Regions from separate parts of the Mus musculus genome. Here all the other regions are linked to region 3. The links are chromatin contacts, called in public HiCAR-type and promoter capture Hi-C maps. All regions are on one chromosome and are shown on one strand. Each heading gives the region's core, a stretch centred on a gene start, on an enhancer-like site or on the middle of the called end of the contact. The rest is flanking DNA. Distances are from core to core; before and after follow the strand shown. Region 1 holds the start of Ddx25 (DEAD box helicase 25). Region 2 holds the start of Srpr (signal recognition particle receptor ('docking protein')). Region 3 holds the start of Tmem218 (transmembrane protein 218). Region 4 holds the start of 4933422A05Rik (RIKEN cDNA 4933422A05 gene).

What was found. Promoter capture Hi-C pulls out the DNA fragments that hold promoters and counts their contacts. HiCAR-type assays count read pairs that join an accessible place to other places.
Region 1: a promoter capture Hi-C map of neutrophils shows a contact between it and region 3, with 5 times the contacts expected there. The contact joins the promoter of Ddx25 here to the promoter of Tmem218 in region 3. A contact is called at or near these places in 9 of 39 promoter capture datasets (the 3T3-L1 cell line, cranial neural crest, embryonic stem cells and 5 more), 2 of 484 Hi-C or Micro-C datasets (B cells and cardiomyocytes), 3 of 115 datasets of contacts at active chromatin or transcription factors (astrocytes, pro-B cells and stem cell-derived neural progenitor cells) and 1 of 9 other capture datasets (liver).
Region 2: a promoter capture Hi-C map of pre-B cells shows a contact between it and region 3, with 5 times the contacts expected there. The contact joins the promoter of Srpr here to the promoter of Tmem218 in region 3. A contact is called at or near these places in 4 of 39 promoter capture datasets (cranial neural crest, frontonasal cranial neural crest, liver and 1 more) and 1 of 9 other capture datasets (adipose tissue).
Region 4: a contact with region 3 is called in a HiCAR-type map of astrocytes, with 5 times the contacts expected there. The contact joins the promoter of 4933422A05Rik here to the promoter of Tmem218 in region 3. A contact is called at or near these places in 2 of 39 promoter capture datasets (liver and pre-B cells) and 1 of 115 datasets of contacts at active chromatin or transcription factors (astrocytes).

Annotation. Positions count from the first base shown.
Region 1 is chr9:35,557,126-35,560,320 of GRCm38.p6, forward strand. It overlaps Ddx25 (DEAD box helicase 25), which reads right to left and starts at 1,345. Exons shown (of 12, transcript NM_013932.4): 1 at 1,213-1,345; 2 at 560-626; 3 at 257-304. The coding sequence starts at 1,275. It overlaps Pus3 (pseudouridine synthase 3), which reads left to right and starts at 1,435. Exons shown (of 5, transcript NM_023292.5): 1 at 1,435-1,608; 2 at 2,178-2,392.
Region 2 is chr9:35,209,777-35,213,003 of GRCm38.p6, forward strand. It overlaps Srpr (signal recognition particle receptor ('docking protein')), which reads left to right and starts at 1,427. Exons shown (of 14, transcript NM_026130.1): 1 at 1,427-1,629; 2 at 2,216-2,299; 3 at 2,572-2,735; 4 at 2,944-3,104. The coding sequence starts at 1,513. Foxred1 (FAD-dependent oxidoreductase domain containing 1) reads right to left here and starts at 1,279. Exons shown (of 11, transcript NM_001291448.1): 1 at 1,031-1,279; 2 at 169-389. The coding sequence starts at 1,115.
Region 3 is chr9:37,206,619-37,209,678 of GRCm38.p6, forward strand. Tmem218 (transmembrane protein 218) reads left to right here and starts at 1,605. Exons shown (of 4, transcript NM_025464.3): 1 at 1,605-1,787.
Region 4 is chr9:35,279,542-35,282,587 of GRCm38.p6, forward strand. It overlaps 4933422A05Rik (RIKEN cDNA 4933422A05 gene), which reads left to right and starts at 1,564. Exons shown (of 5, transcript NR_040715.1): 1 at 1,564-1,665; 2 at 2,996-3,046. It also overlaps the pseudogene Gm5614.

The DNA.
Region 1 (3,195 bases), core at 95-2,594, 1.6 Mb before region 3:
TGCAGACCGACATCTAATTGCAATATCTTCCTAGCCAAACCGAAAATTCTTAATCTACACCTTGCAGTTTTCATTTCAACGTAGTCTAAAGGAATGCACCCCCCTCCTAATTCAGTACTCCCCCCCCATAGTATTCATTCAAAAAGAAAACAAAGATAGTGCTTTCCCAAGGAAATTAATCCTTTTAGCACAGTCAAAGCGATGGTAAACCAAGCAGCAGAGCTAATAGGTACATTCAGTCGAGCTTGTCTCCTACCTACATCGTCTTCATCATCATCATCATCTTCCGTGTTAAGAGAGCCGTCTATGAGGGTAAAAGGGAAAATAAGAAGCATAAAGAAAAATGTTGAGTGGAAACATACAATGCATTCTCAGAACGTCTCACAGACGCTACAGTGTATGCAAACAGAGCCATCTCCTGCAAGAGTAAAGCGATGTGCCTGAGGAGGTGGAGGATTTTCAGTGGAGAGGAAGGAAGCCAAAGCTATTTCATGGCAGATACATGGGGAAAGCAAAGGTGTTAATTAAGCCAGTCTTGCTTTAGCCTAACAACACTCACCTATGTTTGGGACTGTGGTACTCCTAATACCACGAAGGTTCTTCCTGGGATGGACGAGATTTGAAAACTATTGAAAGGCACAAAATTCAACCAAGGTTAGGAAGCAGGACATCAAGCAAGAAGCATGGCGCTATCCTACAGCAAGGGGAGGGAAGACCACCTCAAACTGCTTCCTTTGCAATGTTAAGGGTTAATGATTTCATTATAAGAATCTGTGTAATTGTATGAATTCTCATATAATAGAATGGGGGCTTCCATAGTCTCTCTTTATAAGGGCTCTTAGTTTGAATATGGGCAGCATCTGGGTGATGGGTGGTTTACAACTACAAGGGGAAGGTGGCTATGAAGATGAGAAGCCTGCTAAATGGTCAAAACCAGGATAGGAGAAAACTCAGTACAGATAGGACTAGCAGCTGCGCACTCTCTCTGTATTTCCTGAGGGGGTCTCTGCCCTTTCAAATCAAAGGTCGGTCCTTTCTGGGAGTCTCCTTTTCTGTGGCCTTTCCAGCCCAGCCCCCCATCACTTGACACCCCCCATCACTTGACACCCCGCTCTAAACGCCGGCCGGGCGCTCCCCTTCCCAGGGGACTTCCCTCGGGAGTCCCTGTTCTAGCCCCCGCCCCTGGGCCCTCCCCTGCTCAGCGGCAGTTACGTGGCTGTTCAGCCGCTCGCTCTCCGCCGCCCCGGCGTCGCCTCCCCAAAGTAACGACGCCATAGCTGCGGTCTCCGCTCTCGCCCCTGGCACGTGCTGCCACCCCCGCGCGGGGCAGCGCCGGCTCGGCTCAGTGGCCAATGGTCAGGCTCCGGGACCGGCGTCCGCCTCGCGACCACCCGTGGCGCGGCGCAGTGCGCAGGCGCGGGCCCGGCGCGGGGCGGGCGGAGGGAGAGAGGTGCGGGGCGCAGCTGTGCGGGACACCCGCGAGCTTTCCGTTTGACCAGCCGGCCATCCGCACAGCAGAGAGAAAGTGGGCACGGAGGCGGTACACACACCGCGCTGCAGGCTCTCGTGCGGGTATCTCTCCCGACAGCCCCGCTTGGGCATCACCAGGTGTGAGGTTGCACAGTGGAGGGAGAGATGGGCTTGACCAGAGGTTCAGAAGGAAAACAGAACTCAAGTGCGGACATGTGTCCAGGATACCTGTGATGTGCCCACATACACGCATATTTTAATTTTTATTCTAAGGAGGGGTCTCCTTTTAAAGCAATCTGGACCACCACTATCTATATCTATGACATGTATTGCACAGCTCTGGGGTAGCTCTTTGGTCCAACCTTATGCTAAGTTTGGACCAAAGAACCAGGATTTTCAGTTTTCTGACTGGAATTTTAAGACTTGGGGCAACATTTCTATAATTGTCAAAAGCAGAAACTCAAAACTGGAGCCATGATCTCTCCGTGGTGCTGAAGCAGAATTCCTTGGCCCTGTTCTGTCGCAATCTTTCAGTGTTTTCAGGTCAAAGCATTTCCCTTTAACCCTTACATTTACATTCTAGTAGTAAATGTTTCGACTCTCAAGGTTAAATTTCTGTTAATTAAACGATGTTGGGACAGGATCTTCAATCTCTTAGTTTTCATATAGGATAGCCAGCATTTGAAAATCTTTTTTTCTCATTTTAGACCAGACTATATTTCTCGTATTGGCTTGCGGTAAAGAGGAAGCTGCATCAGAAACCTGCGCATGCGGTGGGCTTCGGCTAAAAGCCCACACCGTGCCTTCCGAACTACATTTCCCAGAACCGTCGGCGCACGCTTGGTGAAGCCGCGCATGCTTACTGAAGACGGAAAGCCATAGCTTCCGGCTAGCCGCATGGCCGCCTACTGAGGACCGGAAGGTGAGTTAAACTCTGAGTTGGGCATCTTTGAGTTCTAGAGAGGAATGAACAGATGGAGGCTGAACTGCTACCTTCTGCCCTGGTATTTAAGTGTTTAAGAAGGCCTTGGTGTATGAAATGGGACTTAGGACAACGCATATCGTGTCGTGCCTGGAACTTCTAGCAGCTAGGAAATCCCATCGGCGGGGCTTAGAGTCTGTAACTAGTTTAGAGGGCCTCTACTACATCAAAATTGCTCAAATATGAACAGTGGAAGCCCATTAATTATGCTATGGAAGGAAGGGGTGGCGGGAAACTTTGGGTTTTGTTTTACACAATTCTTTTCAGAGTTGATTAATGGTCGTAGCGCGTCTCAAACCCTTTATTACAAAGGAAATGTGTACCCTCGCCATATACATTTAAACATTTAAAGAAGTTTCGTACATTTAGGGCGTGCTATTTTAGGGTGAAAGCTTGGTGCGCCCAGGAATTCCCTTTGTGGGTATTTGGTTACCCCCACACTGTATCTGCCAACCTTCTGAATTTCACTTATAAACCTAGTGTGCTGGAGCAAACAGTACTGGGCCAAGAGTCTTGGGAGTCATGACTTTAAAAATAATCTGCCTGGTGACTGGATTTACCTAGCCCAATTCATGCTTATAGGGATACTTAGTCAACTGGAACACTTGAAAAACCTTTTGATTTTTGTTATTTGAACTTTGAAGTCCCCACTCAAATGTTTTGAAAAGCTGATAGACTTTTAATCCTGCACCTAAGACTTGAGTTTTAACTATTCCCCGTGCTCTACATGTACGACAAATCTG
Region 2 (3,227 bases), core at 177-2,676, 2.0 Mb before region 3:
AGTCTCTTCCCCTTCCCCAACAAAACAATGTTATTGCTGCGGGTCTTTGTTGAGGGAGGAAGAGCCTGGAACTATTTCTTAAGCTCCAAAGTCCAAAGCACAGTCCCTGCCCTCAATGCCACAGTCTGTGTCCTCAATAAGATGACTGCCCTTACTCCCTGACCTCACCGTGTGGTCCTGCTCCACCACCAGCACCCGAATGGCACCTCTTCTACTCTCCAGCTTCTTCAGCCAAAAGGCCACAGACAGACCAAGAATCCCACCTCCTATGATGACCACATCCGCCTGTTCTGGGGGCAGGTGGCTGGTGTCATACAGCACTTCATATTTCTTTCCAGGCAGGATGGAATCAACCTTCTTCTTAAAGTCAGACACCTTTGCATCCCAGTCTGCAGGACATAGTTACAGTTAGATGACTTATGTTCTTTTCTGCGTGGTTGGGGGTTGGAGGATGGGTACAGGAAAAGGGGGGCTGAAATAGGCATTTGGATTGCCACACCTCCAATGTCATCCTTTCTCATAAGATCAACTCATATGCAGCAGTATTGTTAGAACTTTGTTGTTTGGTCTTTGTCCCACCAGGCCCCAATATCATGGATCTCTAACACTGGAAGATTCAACTTCCTGAAATTACTTTCTGTTTCCCCATCAAGCGAGATGTGACTCACATTATTTAGCTCTTGCAGATCTCTCTCCCTCCTGAACCCCATTCTCAGATATGCCAGGCCCAGGGAACGAGTCCCTAGTATACTTCATACTGCACAGCCTTCTAAAGCCGGGCACCTTTGTAATGGTTTCTTATCCTTATCCATCATCGCCAGCAAGCTTCCATTTATATGGCATTGTCCACTGGGAAGTGCCTCCTTGAGAGCCATACACTTGCCTCGGCTCTTTGACCTTTAGTAGGCAAGCCTACCCCTTCCCCCAGCTAACTCGCTGTCCCGCCCGCACGAGGCAGGGGGTCGAACCTTGAAGGTCACATCTATGGAGGGTTTGGGCTCCCCAGAACCACTGCTGCCCTCAGCTTTACCCAGAGTAAAGCCTCCTTTGCGTGTGCGTAGCCCCCGGTATGGGAGGCCCGGGCCCAAGCCAAGACGCAGCGCTCTGCGAAACATGGCCTTAGAGCCCGGCTTCTTTCAGCTTGAGGTGGGTTCCCCTCAAGCCGACTCTGTCCTTCCTGTCATCGGTCCGCGCCACGGGGAATAGACACGAACGCGCCGATTAGCCGGCAGTGCTCTTCAGGCTCCACCCCTCCACGCTATAGGGGAGCTATCGCCTCTGGAGTCCCGCCCCTGTGTGCTATTGGTCAGGCTTGAGTCTACGTCATCTCGCGCGCCCTGAGCGGGAAAGGGGCGGGACCACGGAGGCTCGTAGCGGAAGTGCGGCTGAACCGGTTTCCGGGGGCTGCTGGTGTGACGTGTCCCGCGCTTGGCGCAGCAGGAAGCGGCGGCGGCGGACGCGGCCCGAGTTCCCGGCCCCGGTCTCGGCCTCAAGTCTTCTCCCGCTTCCGTCATGCTTGACTTCTTCACCATCTTCTCGAAGGGCGGGCTTGTGCTCTGGTGTTTCCAGGGCGTGAGCGACTCGTGCACCGGGCCCGTCAACGCGTTGATTCGTTCCGTACTGCTGCAGGTACCACCCCCGCGGGGCAGAACTCCGGGCTGTCGTCCCTCAGACCCAGACTGTGGTCCCCTTTCCAGTAGTCACTCCGCACTTTCCGTTCTGATCTCCTCAAACTGGTCGGTTACCGGCCACCCAGGATCGACTTCCTTGCCTGGATCACAGTATCCCGAAACTTTGCGACGCCCCCCACTCCTCCCGTTTCCGGGGCTCTAGCCACGTTCTGGCGTCCTAATGGACTCGAACTCCCTCTCCACTCATCCGAGCAGCGTGGTTTTCTGCTGTTTTGACGTTGGGTGAAACTGTGGATGCGAGAACACCTTTCAGGAACAGTAGATGGTTCACAGCTGCTAGAAGATCTGATTGTTTATATATGACTGTTTACTTCCTGGCTCCCACGTGTCCTGTCTCCTGTCCCAGCTTTACCCCTTGTCCTTACCTGGTGTCTGTCTGTCTGTCTTTTTTTCTCACGGGGTGCTAGAAATGTCCCAGAACTCCCTTGTTGAGGGCAGGATTATATCTGGTTATTTCCCAAACGTAGTCCAAAGTCTGGTTTTGCTGTGGATGTAGCCTGACTGCTGAAACGCTCTTTTTCCAGGAACGGGGCGGTAACAACTCTTTCACTCATGAGGCTCTCACACTCAAGTATAAACTGGACAACCAGTTTGAGCTGGTGTTTGTGGTAAGTGGGGGTATGTTAGAAAGACAAGTTATGTTCTCAACAGCATCCCCACTGATGAACCTAATTAATTGTGGGTATTGTGTATGTGATAAAGTGATAGAAAAAAGTTAGGAATGTGGAGGGGAGAAAGCAAGCGACTTCTGGGTAAGATTGTAAGCTTGGCTCTCCCGGGGCAGGAAACCTATCTCTGGAGGCTTGGGTTGAGTTGGCTTCCTTCCATTCTGGGCTGGCATGTAAGGAGATCTATTGGCTCCGTCTCCTTCCATAAACAGGTTGGCTTTCAGAAGATCCTCACGCTGACCTATGTAGACAAGTTGATAGATGATGTGCACCGACTGTTCCGGGATAAGTATCGCACAGAGATCCAACAACAGAGTGCTTTAAGTCTATTGAATGGCACATTTGATTTCCAAAATGACTTCCTGCGGCTCCTTCGGTGAGAGGCTTTCCTCCGTTCAAAGGGAAAATTTTCATGATTTAAGAGTGCCTGCCTGTCGGTGGCGCATCAATATTTACATGGGTTCAAACCAGTCACATTTTGTAGCTTGTTTCTTATAGTCCTTTTGATATGTGGGATCTTTTTCTTAAGTCAGAGTTGTCCTCTTGTATGGGTAGAAAGACCAACTAGTCTCTTTTCTCTTTAGTGAAGCAGAGGAGAGCAGTAAGATCCGTGCTCCCACTACCATGAAGAAATTTGAAGATTCTGAAAAAGCTAAGAAACCTGTGAGGTCCATGATTGAAACACGGGGGGAAAAGACCAAGGAAAAAGCAAAAAACAACAAAAAAAGGGGGGCCAAAAAGGAAGGTGTGTTTGAGTTTCCTGACCCTGCTAGGGCATACAAGATGTTAGCATAGTATTATAAAACTCTGTGGTACTCTTTGACATTGCTAGCCTCCTTTAACTTAATGCTCACCACCCTATCACTCC
Region 3 (3,060 bases), core at 355-2,854:
CCGAGTTGCTTTTGCTTTTGTTTGCTTGGGAGAGAAAAAAAAACTGTCTAACAAAGTTTGTTATGGCTTGGATGTCAAAGGCTGGCTCTGATGAGCTTAAGAGTGACTGCATCCTGAGGCCTCATCAGTGAGTTAATTACCTTAGATGGGTTCATAGTTAGACAGACTGCTGGAAAGGGATGGAAACTGGCACAACCTCTTCTTACCTTTAGGGATATGTGCATGCAGGTGGTACACATGCAGCATGTAGGCAGAACATGCATACACAGGAAATAAAAGTTTAAACATCCAAGTGTTCTCATGTGTGCTATCCTCTGGAGTAACTAACTATAAATTAGATCTACACCTTGTGTCCTTGACCTGCCATTACAAAACTATGTAAAACTCATTAAGACAAGAGTAACATTTTATTTCTTGTGTATCCTCTCAGTTTCTAATAGTACATAGTTACAGTAACAATAGCATAGCTCCTCAATAAGGCAGCTAACGTTCAGTCGTTAAAGAGGTAAGGACCTATAGGTCTCTACAGTCAAGAAAACTGAATCAGCCTCCACTTCATTCATAATTCAGAAAAAGAGTGCACTGAAAGCCAGGCTAGTGACTCATGCCTTCAATACCAGTACTAGGAAGGCAGAGGCAGACACATCTGTGAGTTCGAGGCCAGCCTGGTTGACATAATGAGTTCCAGGACAGCCAGGGTTACATAGTGAGAATCTGGAGAGAAGGGACGGGACGAGAGAAAGAAGTAGAGGGAGAGAGGGAGAGAGGGAGAGACAGACACAGAGACAGGCAGGCAGTCGAGCAGGCAGATAGAATACATCCAGGCCCAATTTTGTCTAAGGACACAGCTTCCAGGACCGCAGTTCACAAATCTTATATTGCTTTTGTTTTCCCTTCACGCTTGCACGACGAAGGATGCAAACTTTGACCGGTTTCCATTCACTGGCCTGATCTTTTGATCAGACACCCTATAGCCTGCATACAAAATCTTGACACATTCTGGGTAGCAGTTAGGGAAGAACACTCTTCCACACATGTGGACCAGCTGCCAGTATAGGGTGGCAAGAAGGGAAAAGGGTTTATGTGACCTCGGGCCTCTTCCCAAGTCTGTCTCTTGGTTTCATTGATCCTTGCCTTGTCGGTACATGTCAAAACCTAAAGGAAGAAAAACTACCAATAAAATAAGGCCCAGTAAGGAGAATGTGTTGTTATTTTAACTAGTGATCTGCATTCAATTCAGGAGGGATTCTAGGGATCCTGAAATGCCAAGCCGATTTGATTGTCCCCACAATCCCAGGCTCCTGCGGACTGGTCATCAGATAGATAGCGGGGCAGGAATTGGTGTCTAGACCGCGGAACAGCTCTCTGTGATCGGTCGGAGCAATCTCAATCGCGAAAGCAAGAAGCTATTAAACGGTCTTCCCGTTGTTGTCCAAGGGTTTAATCCTTACCAAGGTGTGATTGACAAGCATTGCTATCCAATTGAAACTGAGGACAGTACATATAGACCAATGGGAGGACGTAAAGGAGACTGACGTACACACCACCCACCCACCACGCTTTGCGTTGCCTGGAGCCACAGCCAACGTCAGCTATTGAGGACGCCCTTAAGTGCTGAAAGGGCGGCTTTGATTGGTCCATCTTAAATTTCTTAAATGAGCCCCTACTTGTGATTCGTCCAAAGTAGACCAAAGCCTGGATGAAGGGGACAGAGAGCGAGGGGTGAGTCCTGGTGAGGAACCTGAGAGCCGGGTGAGGACCGGAGGCTGGCCCCAGACGCCTGGAAGGTGAGGGCGGGAGGCGCGCGGGCCACCGAAGGTCATCCTGGCCGCAGGCCTGGGATTACTGCTCAGTCCCCAGTGTTCCCAGCTGCGGTGCTGGGAGCTGATGTGTGGTGAACCCTGCAGACTGAATCGCTGCCTGCCCAGTAAAAAGGGCAGGACGCTGAAGCACCCTCTTTCTGTCAGTCAGGTGTCACCTGGTCTTTAGGGGTCGTGACATTTGATTTTGCCCAGAGGTGCATGTGATTAACCAACAAAGATTAGGAGGCATTAGCCTAATGTTTTAAAACCCAAACGAGGCTGAAGTTTCTAAAGTAGGAAAAAAAAAAAAAGTGTAGGCTCTCACTCCTCCAGTTTGTTGATTTTGGGGATAGGCCTTGCTCAATATCCCCGGCAGGCCTCAAACTTATGGTCGGTCCTCTTGCCCCACCCAGCCTTTTGAATGCTAGGATGACAGATGTGTACTACCACATCAGGCCATTCTAACTATTTTTGAAGGTTTGGAATAAGCAATTAAAAAAAAAAAAAGTTAAAAAGAGAGCTGGGCGTAGTAGTGGCGTTAATCTTTAGTCCCAGCAGGCTGGAGGCACAGGCAGTCAAATCTTTGTGAGTTCGAGGCTAGCCAAGTGTACAAAGCTTTACCCGGGAAAAAAAGATATCTCCAGAAAGGCAATCCTGTCCAGTAACCTACCATTTCTATTGCGTTCAAGGACTTGGTCCTGAAATTTGGGGTACGGGCAAGGTATCATCCACCAGCAGCCTTACACCACACTGCCTTATCTGTAATTTCCATCTGCCCCAGACAGCAAACTGTCCTCTGAGACAGGTATTAGTTTTCTCCCTTAAGATTCTCAGCTTGTCTTGCAGAGGTGGCCCATGCCTTTAATCACAGAGGCTGAGAGTTCTCTGAGTTTGAGGCCAACCTGATCTAGTTCCAGGACAGCCAAGGGTACACAAAGAAACCCTGTCTCAAAAACCAAAAACAACCAAAGATCCTCAGCCTGGTGGTGGGCAGGATTTTCATCCAATGAACCCAGGGTGCAGGATGTTTGTTTCTTTGTTTGTTTGTTTTCCCCTGGAAATTGGGTGAAAGGGGCTGTCAAACCAACCTTAGGTGGAGGAAGAATTCAAGACATATAGATTCAAAAGGGTCCGGAGAACTTTATAAGGAACCTCACAGTCTCCATCACAGGGAGAAAAACAAACAACAAAGCACCTGACCTTGTCTTGCTTTTGTCAACTGCTACACAATGTGTTTAAATTTATACAAATTGTTTTT
Region 4 (3,046 bases), core at 314-2,813, 1.9 Mb before region 3:
AGTATGGTAGCCAATGAGGGTTATCCGAGGCTCGATTGATTCAAATTGAAAGACACAGGGACAAGAATTTGACACCTAGAAAATACCACTAATTGGCTTTGATTCAGAAACCCAAATGGCCAATGGGGTGGGCCATGACCTGGTAGGTGCTTGGAGAACTCTCAGGCACTGCTACCTCCCAGGAGCCAGGCAGCAGCCCAAAGGCCAGCCTGGATGTAGGGCATACCAAGGCTGTGCCTATCTTCTAGAGAGAACTGGACTTCCCTGTTGGAGCTTCTCTTCACAGCAGTGTTTGAGGCAGGGAAAACAACGAAGTCCCTTTTCTGTGTTCTCTTATACCTTAGAAAGGGTTTAAATATTTATCAGATCCTTGCTGGGTTGGCCTGCTTAAGCAGTGGGTCTTGCTGTATAAGGTGACATCTGTAATTGTCACAGATACAGTAAGAGGATCTGTTAGCATGGTTTGAGAAACTGGAGGAACCTGTGCCATGCCTAACATGAACTTCACCGGGTTAGAATGTTGATCAACAGCAGTTACATCATGTAACTAGTGTGTGAAGATGGTGTCCCCCTCTTTTCTTCCCCCTTAAAGTCATACATGCACATAATTTAAAAATGAGAACTTGTGATGGGAAATGCCAAAAAGCTGCCCAAGTACAGCTTTGTTGTTAGCCTTCTATGAGATATGTATCTGTGCCTCTGAGAAGTACTGCAGAGTCTGGAGGGGCAGGTGGCTCACCCGAAGCCCACTCTGAGAGCAGTAACTTGCCTCTTGGGTATGTGGGATTTTTTTCAGCCTGGGAATGTTCTACCTAAGCCCACAAATCCATTTTCAGCCTTCAAACTACATGTGTCTTTACATCTGATAACTGGGTCTCCTGCTCAGGGCTTCAAGAGCTCCTTCTATGCCTTCTCATTTGATTGACATCCAGGCTTTTAGAAGGGTTCTGGGCAGACACCCTGCTGAGCTCCACTTTCACCTGCAGATCCAGGTGAGCTTGGCACCCTCCTCCTGTGTGCTGATGACAGTTGGTCTTTTTCCTTGGTTTCTCTGAGCTCTAGATCCCCATGTGTCTCTGCCATGGGCATGATGCTCTTGAAGCTCCGCTATAGCTCTCTCACATCATGTGTTATGTATGCCAGGAAACATTTGTGAACCCCCGAAAGATCACCAAGGAGCTGAATCCAATGCAGTTGCATTAGCGTCTCCTTATTCAAGCTGGAGCTTGGGCTCCCAGGCATCCCTTGCACAGTAGGAAGGTGGAGCCCTGAGCCTAGTTTTAGGCAAGCATGATAGAAGCAAGAAGGGACTATCTGACTGGGGAGCCATTATAACCTTTAACATAATTGGCTGGTACTGGGAACCAAATCATAAACTTAACTTCTGTTTTCTTCCTGTTTGGTGGTTGCTAAGAAGTGAGGTGTTTGTTAGGGGCAGGCTTTTAATCTGGAGAAACAGATTTGTTGGGGAATAACTTGGAAACTGGTACTAGGCACAGGTCTTGTGGAAGGGGGTGGGGGTGGGGTTGGAATCTGGTAACCTGGAAACTGGTGCTAGGTGCCAGTTGGTTAATAACTCACGTTCAACCTTAGGTTAGGTTTTCTAAGATGGAGTCTGAACCCAAACGATTTGGTCTCTCACATGCAGACTGGAATTGAACCTAGGTCATGTAGAAGGACAGCTAATGCTCTTAACCCTTGGGTATCTTTCCAGCACCCTATTTTTTTTTTTTTTTTTGAGGAACATCCATGTTGATTTGATTTCCACTCTGAATGCACTAATATATATTCTCACCAGCAATGATTATAGATGGTAGTGAGCCACCCTATGGTTTCTGGGAATTGAACTCAGGACCTCTGGAACAACAATCAGTACTCTTAATCACCGAGCCATCTCTTCAGCCCTGCTTTCCCCCTTTTCATCTTTTTTTTTTTTTTTTTTTTGTAGGAACCATCTTTTATTGGGGGAGGGCTCATCAATTCTTCTTGGCCGCCAACTTCCTCATGGCTGCCAGCACGTTGCTCAGCTCCTCCCGCTTTCTCTTGGCGCGGATGTGCGTGCCCACTCTCTTCTTGATGAACTTGAGTGCGCGCTTGTCCTTGGACACTTTGAGCAACTCCATGGCTCGCCGCTTGTAGGGCGCGAAGCCGCACACCTCCCGGATCATGTCCTGCACGAACTTGGTGTGTATGGTGGGGCGCCCACGTCGCCGGCTGTGTCTCGGCTTACTGACATTTTTTGTCACCTTGTGGCCCTTGTTGAGGCCCACGGCCATGGGGTAGCACAGAGCCATGGCTGCTGCTCTCCGATGGCGGCCGGGACAGGAAGCTTCATCCTTTCTTTTATTTTACAATATTTTAAATTTATTCATTTCATACATGAATGTAAGATATTTTGATCATGTTCTCCCAGCATCCCCTTCTTTTATTTACTTCTCACTCCCAACAGTTCTGTCTTTCCACTCTCATATCCTTTTTTCTTACTCTTCTCTCATATATAACATCTCAGCCATAGTTTCCCCTTCCTCTTCTCCTCCCAGTCCCTCCATCCCACCTCCCTTCTCCTTCAGATCCACCACTCCTAGAAAGCATCAGATTGTCTTCCAAGCAGCAAGGATGAGGGTCTCAAAGCCCACCCCTACACTTCCTCCAACAAGGCCATGCCTAATAGTGGCTGCCACTCCCTGGGCCAAGCATCTTCAAACCACCACACCTTGTAATATGAAGGTGTTCCTGTGTGGATGAGTTTATTTTGTCAACTCTTCTTTTTCTCAGCAACTACTAACTAACACAAACCATAGATACTTGTCCTTAAAGCTTTGAGACTGTCTACCATCAGCACTTGTAAGTCTCCCAGACCTTTTGAGCTCATTTCCATGTATGGGGTAAAGAGGGAGTCTAGCCAGGCAGCTGATCGTCCTAAAGCCACTTGTGGGGAGAATCTTATTACCTCGTGGTGTTGTTGTGACAAAATTTTCTTTCGTTTTGTTTGAAGGTTACAGTGGATTGAATTATAAACAACGTCATGGGGCAAGATTTCATTTTA